Linked DNA regions of Mus musculus: region 2 is linked to region 1. The links are chromatin contacts, called in public Hi-C maps. All regions are on one chromosome and are shown on one strand. The core of a region is the stretch at or near the end of the contact, and the rest is flanking DNA. Distances in the headings are between cores, read along the strand shown.

Evidence for each region. Hi-C and Micro-C count contacts between places; a contact is called where the count stands out from the background.
Region 2: a contact with region 1 is called in a Hi-C map of cerebral cortex, with 3 times the contacts expected there. The contact joins two enhancer-like sites. A contact is called at or near these places in 1 of 15 datasets of contacts at CTCF or cohesin (the NIH/3T3 cell line), 4 of 484 Hi-C or Micro-C datasets (the G1E-ER4 cell line, cerebral cortex, liver and 1 more), 2 of 115 datasets of contacts at active chromatin or transcription factors (both in embryonic stem cells) and 2 of 9 other capture datasets (embryonic stem cells and pancreatic islet).

The regions. Positions count from the first base shown.
Region 1 is chr8:122,082,505-122,088,067 of GRCm38.p6, reverse strand. It overlaps a transcript of Zfp469 not described here. Among named protein-coding and RNA genes, the nearest start is that of Gm34413, 9.6 kb to the left of the region's middle. Within about 2 kb of position 2,782, at least 39 of the 459 cell types and tissues checked have an H3K27ac peak or open chromatin away from gene starts, as enhancers often do. A contact at or near this core is called in cerebral cortex, where this site is marked.
Region 2 is chr8:122,334,264-122,339,826 of GRCm38.p6, reverse strand. Zfpm1 (zinc finger protein, multitype 1) reads right to left here. Exons shown (of 10, transcript NM_009569.4): 7 at 5,145-5,375; 8 at 4,800-4,895; 9 at 4,568-4,714; 10 at 1,965-4,395. The coding sequence ends at 2,636. Among named protein-coding and RNA genes, the nearest start is that of Gm46056, 7.5 kb to the left of the region's middle. Within about 2 kb of position 3,321, at least 44 of the 459 cell types and tissues checked have an H3K27ac peak or open chromatin away from gene starts, as enhancers often do. A contact at or near this core is called in cerebral cortex, where this site is marked.

The DNA of each region.
Region 1 (5,563 bases), core at 1,533-4,032:
TGCTGGCTCATTTGTCTGTGAAGATTTTTTAAAAATCATTATTGTATAACAGGGAGCATGGAGCATCCCTTAGTGCATAGCTAAGGTCTTAAATCACAGGAAGTAGGCTGGGGGAGAGAGCTAACGTTTGGATGAGATGTCTGCTCGGAAGGAAAAGCCAAAGTCAGAAGGAGCCCAGCCATCCCTTTTCTCCAGGAGCTAAGCTGAGCAGAGAACCCGGGGAGCAGTCATTGATGCTCAGCTCACGCTCTCCCCACTCCCACTCCCTGTGCCCGTTCATTCATCCACCTTGTCCCCGAAGCTCACGAGCACCGTATTCATGGCGTCCTGGGAAGAGCAGCAGGCGTGAGTGAAACCAAAGCCTGACATAACGATCCCCATGAAGAAGAGGGCAGACAGCCTGAACCTTACGTACCAAGGACAAATCTGCCTAGAGCTTCTGTGGCATACACTGCACCAGTGCACACAGAGATCCTTAATCCACAACCCTCTGCAATGTGCCTTCAAGTCTACACATGCAGGAAAACGGACCAGAGGAGGTCCACCTGCAGTATGGCATCATACCAGAGAGGGCTAGTCGCCTCACATCCTATAGTGCCCTGGCTCTAGACTGGCCATCCATCCAGGGCAGTCTTGGGAGAATGGACCAGCTGTTTCCAGCAGCTAGAGCAGAGCTGGAGAGGGCAGTCCCCCAGGCAGTGGCAAGGGCAGCTGATGCAGCATGTGCAGAGCTATGGAGGAAAGGAACAGTGGCAAGGCTACTCACAGAGTCAGCTCAGCAGAGCGGAGGGAAGGGGACAGCCGGGAAGTTGCCCGTCGTCACAGAGGAAGCCAGGGCCGGGGACATGCTAAGTGCTCAGGGCAAAGGCTTCAGTGGGAAGAAAGCATGGAAGGCCTCTGGAAGATGTAGCCTTCCATTCCGGCCTTCACGTTGACAGCTACTTCAGCATACAGCTAATAAATGGTGTGGGGGACCCAGGCACTGTCCCTCCCCCCCCCACACACACACACTCAGGCAGCAGTGGCACCAACTCCAAGTTTTGATGTAGCTCAGAGAGGAGCCAGAGCGTGGCTCGGCCTCCTGCTGCAGAGTCTGGTACCGGATGCCCTGGTACTGAATGCTCTGTGATGGGCCACCTCCCCAATCATTCTAACAGAAGTTGGAGAAGGCTCACCTTAGTGTCATCACAGGCCAGTGTGTGACACAGGACCAAAGAATCCTGAAGGCCCTGAGGGATGAGACTCCAGGACCATGAAAAACTGTGACAGAGAGGTGACCTGGGTAAGAAGGCTCAAGTGAGCCCTGGCTCTCACTTCAGTGGCTAGGAGGACCTGTTTCCTCTGTTGGTGGAGACACTGACACCTTAATTCACAGGTTACACCAACAGTCATGATCTTGGGGTACTGACCTGACATCATCTTGTGTAGCATAGATCCCATAAAGCTTTGCACACAGCCAGCCACCCCCAAGCAGCCCGTGGGGCACACAGCCAGCCCCCCCCCCCCCGCAAGCAGACCCCATGGGGCTATCTGAAGCTGAAAGTGCTGCCTTGGAGGAGACAGAGATGGGACATTTCCTATAGAGGGAAGCCTCTGTTTGGGGCTGTTTTCTCTGAGGCTTTGTTACCAAGGACATCCTATTCCAAGTCCTGCCCCTCACCTGAGGTCACCGTCCATCTCTGCAGAAAGACACTAATTATTTCCATCCCTGCTAGCCAGGTTGGTGCTCACGGGCCAGGCTGTGTTTGGCACGGTGATGAGGTAGGCTGGAGAAGGGGAGCCTGCACCGTGGCCGGGTGCCCTAGTGTGTCCCCAGTGGCTGCTCTGCACTGCGCATGCGTACAGGGCCTGCCGCTGCTTTCTCGCCTGCAGCGTGTTTCCTGGGGGCCAGCCATGTCCTAAGCCACCCTTCATGAAACCTCTCTGCAGCAGGCTCTCCAGACTCACCCTAACTTTAAAGGTGTAACCCCGGCAGTCAGCCTTCGAGTTTGTGCTCAGTGGGTTCTCAACGCCCGTGTCAACGGGTCTCTGGTAGAGAAAGGGCATGCTTCTACAAACGGTGGAGGACAACCGGTTCTCCCTATAGGAGAGAAGGAAGTTGGACTCTGCCTGGCACCACACAGAGGTCAGCATGTGTGGAGGACCTGACTGTAAGAGTTGAAGCTTTAGCAGTCTCAGAAGAAGAAAAGGCATTCATAACACATTCATAACCTCGGATCAGGCCACTGAGATAAGACCAAAACCAAAACCAAGATGAGGGAAACGGGTGGCCACACCAGAGCCAAAAGTTCTGTGCTAAGCAAGAGGAGAAAAGGTCACGTGGTGGAGACTGTGCCCACCATCGGACGAGGAACATGCTTCTAGAACAGGTAAAGGTGTCCCTTGAGGCAGAACTAAGGGGCAACCCAGATTAAAATGTGGGCGATGGGGGTGAGGAGACGCTCGAGAGGAAGGAACACTTGCTAAGCAAGCATGGATGTGGAGTCTGTATCTCCCAATGCTGGGGGCAGAGACAGGATGACTGCTGGGACTTGCTAACTGTGAGCCTAGCCTGAGGTCAAGGAGGCAGCCTGTATCAAGAGAGGAAGGCTGAGCATGCCCAATGTCCCCCCACACATATGAACATATAGACAGAAAATGTGAACACAGTTAGCAAGGCCACAGAATACAGGGCCAGGGTCACGGGGCCATGATTGGCAGGGCCTCCCTTCACAAGAGGCTTATGCCGGGTCTGGCGACAGCAGCTCAGGGGCTGAAAATCTGAGCCGATGAGTCAACAAAACCCTAGATCATAGCAACCACACCCCACCCCTGCATGCAGAGCTCGCTGCTTCTGGAGAGGACCAGCCCACAGGAACAATTGTCACAGGATCCTCCTGGCTGCAGGGCACTGTTCTGCAGTGTCTATCCTGCGTGCCCACCACACGGAGGCAGACCTGGTGCTGGTGGTCTGGGCAGGATGGCTGGAGCCACAATTGATGTGGAGCGGGCACTAGGTGGGATGTTGGCAGACGTGCAGGGTGCCTCCATGACCCCAATAAGGGTCCCACAGCCCCACTGTGTGTTGGATGCTAGACATTCACGGACGGACGGCCATGTGTGAGGTAGGCTCTCTGATCCTCGGGAAAAGCAAGGAAGGCAGCAGCCTCAGACAGACACACTAAAGAAGGTCCCCTTTCCTCCCACTGGATGCCCAGCCTACATCATCATCTATGCTGCTAAGGAATGGAGAAGAAGGAGGGCAGGCAGCTGGGAGGTCGCCCACAGTGTTCACACCTCCTCCTCCTGACTCCCTTCCTGAAGAGTGTTTCCGGGATTTTTAGCCTGTGCTTATGTACCATGCTCAAAATAATAAATATTGACAACATCTTAAACATCTCACAAATGCCCTTGAGCTAGGAAAATTGTAGACTTAAAAAAAAAAAATTCTTCCCAGACTTTGTTTCTCCTTCAACCAATAGGAACAGCAACTGGGTTCCCAGTTCACCTGAGCTTTCCGACTGGGAATGGGGTGGGGGGTGGGAGGTAAGAGCCGTGAGTCTTTTAAAGACACAGAAGAAAGAAGCCCCAAGAAGAGGTTGGAATTACGATGATGAGCAGAAAAGAATGTAACTCACACCTGCCATTGGCTGGGCTGTGTCTTGCTGACCTCTGCCATTGGCTGGGCTGTGATTTGGTGACCCCTGTCATTGGCTGGGCTGTGTCTTGCTGACCCCTGCCATTGTCTGGGCTGTGCCTTAGTGACCCCTGCCATTGTCTGGGCTGTGCCTTGGTGACCCCTGCCACTGGCTGGGCTGTGCCTTGGTGACCCCTGCCACTGGCTGGGCTGTGCCTTGGTGACCCCAGTGTGACTGTGTCTGGACGCAGAGGCTTCTGGATAACTGAAGTAAGATGATGTTGCAGGGATGAGGCCCAGCTGCAGTGAGTCTGATGACCTCCTTAGAAGAGGAAAAGACACTAGGGCCTCTGGCTGCCTGGCTGGCTGGTCCTCTGGTGCAGAAGGGAGGCCACCTGAGGATGATGACACAGAGAGAAAGCCCTCTTCTTTTTCATTTTTTTTTTGAGGCAGGCTCTAACATAACCTAGGCTGATCCTGAACCTGCTATGTAGCTAATCCCCCTGCCTGCACCTCCTAAGTTCTGGGATCACAGGTGTAGACCAACAGGCCCAGGGCTTCATGCATCCAAGCCACGCACTCTACACTCTGAGCAGCACCACCAGCCACTGGCCTCCTGAAAGCTCTAAAAAGAGGTTCCTAGAGAAGCCAATGTGACTGGTTCCTTGGACACAGTCTTCCAGTCCCAAGCATCTTGTCAGAGGCATCTGACTGTACTGGGTCCTGACCTTGCTAACAATGGCTATGTGCTAAGCCTCACCAGTGACTGGCTGACACATCTTTCTCCCAGTTGCAAAAAGTCCTTCCAGGAACCGGCTTCTCTGTCTTATCTCCATTCACTGCTCTCTGCCAGGACATCAAGTGACTTCACCACCCTATGACGTTACCAGAATAGAAGAATACAACCAGATGGACCTCCTGCTTTGCGGGTCCAGGGCTTGAGGAGACAGTGGGGACAGGGCACAGCATGAAGCTCTGGCACGGACACAGGCCCCATGACCATGAGTGAGAGACGCTGAAGCAGCTGATGGGGAACCTGCTCTTCAGCGCTCCTGCCCAGCTCCTTCACCCTGTTCTGGGTACAGCAATGTGTCTATAACCTCAGGACTGGGTGTGAGACAGAGACAGGAGGATACCTGGAGCTTACTGCCCACCAGTCTAAGTGAATGGATGAGTTCCAGGTTCCGTGAAATATCCAGTCCCAAAAACTAAGACCCAGATCAATATAAGAAGACACCCAATGCCAACGTCTGCCTCCAGATCTATATGCACATGTGGGTTAGCACACCGACACATGCATGTCCGTACAACACACCACACACACAGAGAGAGAGAGAGAGAGAGAGAGAGAGACAGAGACAGAGACAGAGACAGAGAGAAAGAGAGAGAGAGAGAGAGTGTGTTATTACCTCTTAATTGAAGCATTCTCTCCTAAAGGGAGAAGAAAGACTCATAAAGACTTGAGGCACACTGAGCCAAAGTGGTGCACGCCTTCAATCCCAGCACTCGGGAGGCAGGGGCAGAGTTTGAAGCCAGCCTGGTCTACAGAGGAAGTTCTAGGACAGCCAGGGCTATAGAGAAACCCTATCTTGAAAAACAAGAGAGGTGGGGGATGTAGGGTGGGAGGGAAGGAAGGGGAAGAGAGAGAGAGGGAGGGAAGGAGGAAGAGCGACAGAGAGTCAGAGAAAGACGGAGACAGACAGAGGGAGAAAGACAGAGGGAGAGAGACAGAGAGACATACACAGAGCAAGACTGAGAGAGACTCCAACTGGAGCAAGCTGGAAAAAGTCACAGGATCCCCAAAGCCATGTGCCCTCCTCCCCTGGTTCTATAAGAATTGACACTTGTTGGGAAGACAAGTCTCTCTGTGGAGGAGTCTACCTGTAAGATAGACAGGGAGCTCCAGGGACCCAGCTGTTCGGAGTCGTTACCCACGACGACCTGTGC
Region 2 (5,563 bases), core at 2,072-4,571, 250 kb before region 1:
TGCCTGTGGGAGGCAGAGTGGGGACATCTTTCCTATGGGAGCAAGAGGTCAAAGGACCTGTGTGTCCTCATAGTCCCAAGAATAGAAGAGTGTCTCCGGAGTGGGAGCCACACTGTAGAAGGACCACTGGAGCCCAGGCAGAGACAAGGCTGGGCTCTCAGGGAAGGCAGCTAGATGCTGCCATGGAAACCTAGATGCTAAAACAGCAATAAAGCATCAAGGAGCAATGCCAGTTCTCAGGAGGCTGAGGTGTGGGGGTCGTGAGTTCTAGGTCAGCCTGAGCTACAGAACAAAACTCTGCCTCCTCTCAAAACAGCAGCAGCAGCAGCAGCAGCAGCAGCAGCAGCAGCAGCAGCATTAACAAAAGCATGCAGCTTACGGTCAAAGCCGTCAGACCGAGAACAGGAACTTGACAGTGTGGCTCACTCTGGTGATGTTGAGGTTCCTGTCATGGAGGGGTGCAGACATTAAAGCTTTAGGAAAGAGTGTTAAATCCCAGTGCCTAGAAAGTGTGCTCTGCAGGTGATGCTGAGGCAGGTGATACAGAAGCATGCTCTGAGGACCTGCCCACCTCTGCCTCCAGCCCAAATGCTCGGCTTCCGGCTTCCAGCTTTCTTCTCAGGCCTGCAGGGCTTCTCCAGAAGTCCGGGAGGCATCGGTGCACTTGGGGTTCTCATGACTCCTTTCTCTTCCTCAGGGATTGTAGCATACCCTTGGTGGTGGGCAGGCCACCCTAGCTAAGCACGGTGGCAGGCCCACCAGGTGCTTCTGTGAGCCATACTGCCCTCTACTGTCCCGAGTCTCCACTAGTGTTGAAATCAAGAGCAGGATTTGATGGGTGGGGTGGGTGGGGTCACAGTCTGCTGGGGAAGGGAGAAAGGTCTAAATGGGGGTCCCCAAAAGGCCCAATGGATGGTATATATTGCCCCAATAAGACATGTATATGAAGTCTTCAGAGGGGAACCATTGCCTGAAGCATGGGACCCCCATTCCAACCGTTCCCTGGTCAGTTTGGGTGGATTTGGACAGAGCTGAGCCCTATGCAGGGCCTGGGGAGGTCATGCTTAAGATCTCCAGGGCAGGGGGCAGCCCAGCCAACTCCGCTAAAGCCCAACTCTATCCAAGGTGCTCTGGCAGGGGCTCGGTACCACTGAGCCTTGATGTTCCTACCCATGGACCAATCCCAGTGCGTGGGGAAGATGTACACCTGGCAGAGGTGAGTGGCTGGGGGCAGTGTTATTCCCTGTTCTCATGGATGCTCATGGGCCAAGCATCGTGAGGTGGTACAAGGGCAGATGGGTTCCATCAAGCCGCAGCGGCAGCAGCTTGGCAAGCAGAAGTATACAACGGAGTGGAGAGTTGGAAGAGGGACCAGAGGGAGAGATGAAGGGTGTCCTGCCTGCAGGGCACCGGGGTGAGGAGGCAGACCATGGTGACCTGAGGCTATCTTGAAGGGAGGAATGTGCCAGGCAGGGTTGAATGGAGCCGGAGTGGCTTAGCAAGCAGGCTCCTGGGCACGTGATGGTGACTGAAGCAGTGCTATGGTGTCGGCTGCACACGAGGAGCTGACATGGGTGGTTTACTTTGGAGACACAGGCAGAGGCTCATAGTGACTGACCTTGGGGTCTGTGACTAGGGACCAACTGCAGGCCATAGAGTGAGGGGCAGGAGGGTTAGGCAAGAGCTGGTGATCTGTAGAGCCCTATAGCTAAGGAACAGGGTAGACTGAGCAGGGTTGGGCTTCCGACAGTGGGACCAGGGAAAGACCCTGTCCCTCCTGCATGGTAAAGGCAAGGGAGGGCAGACTGCTCTGCCAAGGTGGAGAAAGGAGTTTATGGAGTGACTGAGGCCAGAGGCCAGGCCTTGGGCATGAGCATCAGGAAGGTGGAAGGATGCATGGCATTCTGGGAAGGGCCCTTAAGAGGAGACCAGGAGGGATGCTCCAGACTGGGCAGGCCTGTGAATGGACTCTCAGGAACATTTATTCTTGTGTAAACCCAGGTCCATCAGCAGGCCGCCTCAGAAGGCTGCAGGAGAGGTGGACTGGCCGACAGGGCCCGGGTCCTTGGGGTATGGTATTTTCAGGGCTCTCTGTCAGCTTCTACAGCTGCCGGTTAAGACTTACAGAGTTGGAGAACAGCCATGTTCACACCTTCTCAGGGGACCAAGCAGAGAGGCCAAAGCAATGGCTAGACTGCCATTGCTTTGGTTCTGCCAGACGTGGCCTACAGCCGGCCAGCCACGGACTACAGGGGGTATACCCAGGCCCAACTCTGTAGTCATAAGTACCCACCCCTGTTGTGACGGGAGGGGCACTTTGGGACTTGGTCCTCTTTCTCGAAGACTCAGCAAGAACAAGGTTTCACTCTCTCTAGTAGTCTGCAATTGGATGCACTTTCTGGCAGGGCAGCGGGTGAGCTAGAGGCAGAGGAAAAGAACTCTGCAGGGGCGGTTGAATCCCTGGAGCGGGCTAAGTCCTGGAGGAAACGGTGGGGTGCCCTTTGCAGGGCCGCACAAGCTGGGGTATGGAATGAGGCCCACTAGATCTAAGACAACAGGCTGGGCCTCCAGCGAATTTATCACACCGAATGTCTTTATTAAGTGTCAAGGGTCCTGGTGGTGCGGCCCCACAGGCTCACTTTACGTGCTCGGCGGCGTGAGAAGAGCAGTAATACTTCTTGTGCGCGATGAAAGTGGACAGGCTGCTGAACCTGATGTTGCACAGGCGGCAGTAGCGGTGGCCGCCACCACCACCCGGCGCAGGAGCAGGAGCTGGCGGGCCCTTGCTGGGTGTCCGAGCGCCTTGATCTGCTGGGTCAGAAGGCGTATTCTCGGGAGCAGGGGAAGGAGAGCGTGGTGCGCGGCCGTCGGGGCTGTCGCGCGGAGCACGCTCGGCAGGTGTGCGGGGCTCAGCGCCCGGGCTGGCCGCTGGCTTGGCCACCTGCAGGCCGTGTGCCTGGCGCAAATGCTCAACCAGGTCGCCGCGAACGCGCCCGTTGGGCGGGCAGTAGGGGCAGAGGGCAGTGGTGCGCAAAGGCGCGGCGGGGCATGAGTACTTCTTGTGAGCCAGGTAAGCTTCGAGGCTGTGGAAGCTTACGCGACATGCGGTACACTCGTGGTAGTCGGCCAGCGCGGGCAGAGCTGTTGGTGCATCCGGGCTCTGGCGACGCGGCCGCTTGCTCAGGTCTATGGGGCCGTCGGGGACCGGGCTCGGAGAGAGCGCGGGGGCAGGGCCGGCGCTGGCGCTCCCAGGTCTCGGAGAAGAGGGCAGCTCCGCAGTGGGGGAGGGTACAACTGGCACAGGGGCGGGGCCTGCGGCTGGGGGCGGGGCGCCAGCTGCGGGCAGCTCGTACAGCTTGCGACGCCGGCGCGTGCGCACGGGTGGCGCTGTCAGCGCAGGAGCCGCGGGTCCCGGTGCGGTCGTGGGTGCGGGTGGCCGGCGCGGCGGCGGGTCGTGGCGCGAGGCGCAGTAGTAGCGCTTGTGCACAGTGTAGGTTTCGTGGCGGCTAAACCGGATGTTGCAGGCCTCGCACAGCGTGCGGCTCGGATCGTCCTCTGCGTCGTCTACGGAGCTGCCCGGGCTCTGGCTGCCCTCGCTGCCCCGGCCCGCGGCCTCGGCCTCCGGAGTAGTCGTGCCACTCGCCTCTTCCTCTCGTGGCCCGGGCCCCGGCGACGAGCGTGACGGGTCTGGCTCTGCGGCGGCACCTGCGGGCGCGCGGGCCGGGCCGGTGGCCGCTTTGGGTCTGCGCACAGTGGGCGGGTCCTCGGGCGCGCGGCGGCCCGAGCAGTAGAGGCGCTTGTGCACATAGAAGTTGTTGATATTGTTAAAGGTGATCTCGCACTCAAAGCACGTGGCACCCTTAGTCCCCGAGAAGAGGCCAGTGGGTGTTCCCGCTGCGCCGGAGCTCCCTGCACCCTGCTGTAGCCGGTTGTGCACCAACTCGGACATCTTGGCCAGGATCTCCGAGGCCTGTGGCGCCGTAGGGACGGTGGTTGTGCCCGCGTCCGGACTGAACACATATTGTGGCAGAAAGAGTGTCCCGGCCATTGTTAGCTCTCCCGGCCCTGGGCTAGAGCCAGGCGTGGGGCTGGACAGTTCTGTCTTCACCCTGACTGGATTGGGGCTGTGTGGTGAAGGTGTCCGAGACGGAGCCTGGGGACCTGGCTCTCCCGGACCGGAGGCACGGGTGGCTTCAGGCTCCTCTGCAGCCTCCACCTTGATGGTCCTGGGGGCTGCAGGGGACTCACTGCTGCCCCCATTTTGGGGGGGCACTCTGGTCTCTCCGTTGGTGACTTCGGCCTTACTGTCCAGTCCTGAGGATGGGGTGGGTGCCTTGTCAGCGGGAACCAGGGGGCTGTGCATCAGCGAGTGCTGTTGAAAGCCTGCCAGGCTGTCTACAAGAACACAGGGCTGCATGTCAGGCCCAGGGCAGGCCCTAGGTAGGATGTGGTAGGCAGAAGGGATTGGGGTTCTAGGGTTGACAAGGACACCATGTGATGCCTATGGACAGGCCCCTCCCCCCTTCACTTATCCAAGGGCCAGTGAGGCTCCAGTATGGCTGCTTACCTGGAGGAAGTTTGGCTGCTGGGTGTCCAGCCCCTGGTGAGTAGATCTCACCCTTGGAGCCTGGCTGGCACACCATGTGGTTTGTCACCAGGTGACTGTAGAGGATGTCCCTTGTGGTGGATATGAAGCCACAGTTGTGACAGACACCTGTAGGCCACACTGTTGTGGTCAGGTTCCTGGGGCTCAGGTTTAGCCCCAGAGACCCCATCCCGGCCCCCTCCAGCACACCTACCGCTGAGCGTGTCTGTGTGCACCTTGAGATGGCGTTCACAGTTGGCCTTGGTGGTGAAGGCCGACAGGCAGATGAGGCACACGAAGGGGCGCTCTCCTGGAACACAGAGATGGATCCCAGTGACAAGGAAGGAACACTGGCCCTTTTAGTTCGCATCAGTCATATGCCGCCCAGCGTCAAGTACACACCCAGCCTTTTATTAAGTGTGCATATAGCCACAGGTAAGCCTTGCGCTAGGCTGTGGAGGGACGGGGAACTGCATAGCACATGGTGGCAGAGCAAGCTTTCCTGACCACCAGTCCAGTGCAGGGCCTGGCTTGGCCAGGGCAGGCACGGGGCACTCACCACTGTGGCTGCGCATGTGGATCTCCAGCGAGCTGGCGCTGGGGCAGCTCTTTCGGCACTGGGGGAAGGGGCAGACACGCTCATTGGGGTAGGTCTCTTTGGGTTTCTCTTCCGTCGCCGAGACAGGAGAGCCTGCACGCTGGCGGCTGGCACAGTAGTAGAGCAGGTGGGCTTGCAGGTTCCGCTCACTACGGTACCAGATCCCGCAGTCTTTGCAGGGGAAGACGTCCTCTGGTAGGGGTACAAGTGGGGGTGAGGTACTGACTGGATGAGGAAGGGCCTGGCCTTGACAGCTCCAGGCTGAGGTACTGGCTTTTGGTGGCTTAGCTCTCCTTTCATTGTGTCCCTGAAGGCCCCGTCTAATCGTAGGACCCACCCAGGCACTGGGGATTCTCCTGTCCCTGCACAGGGGACATGAG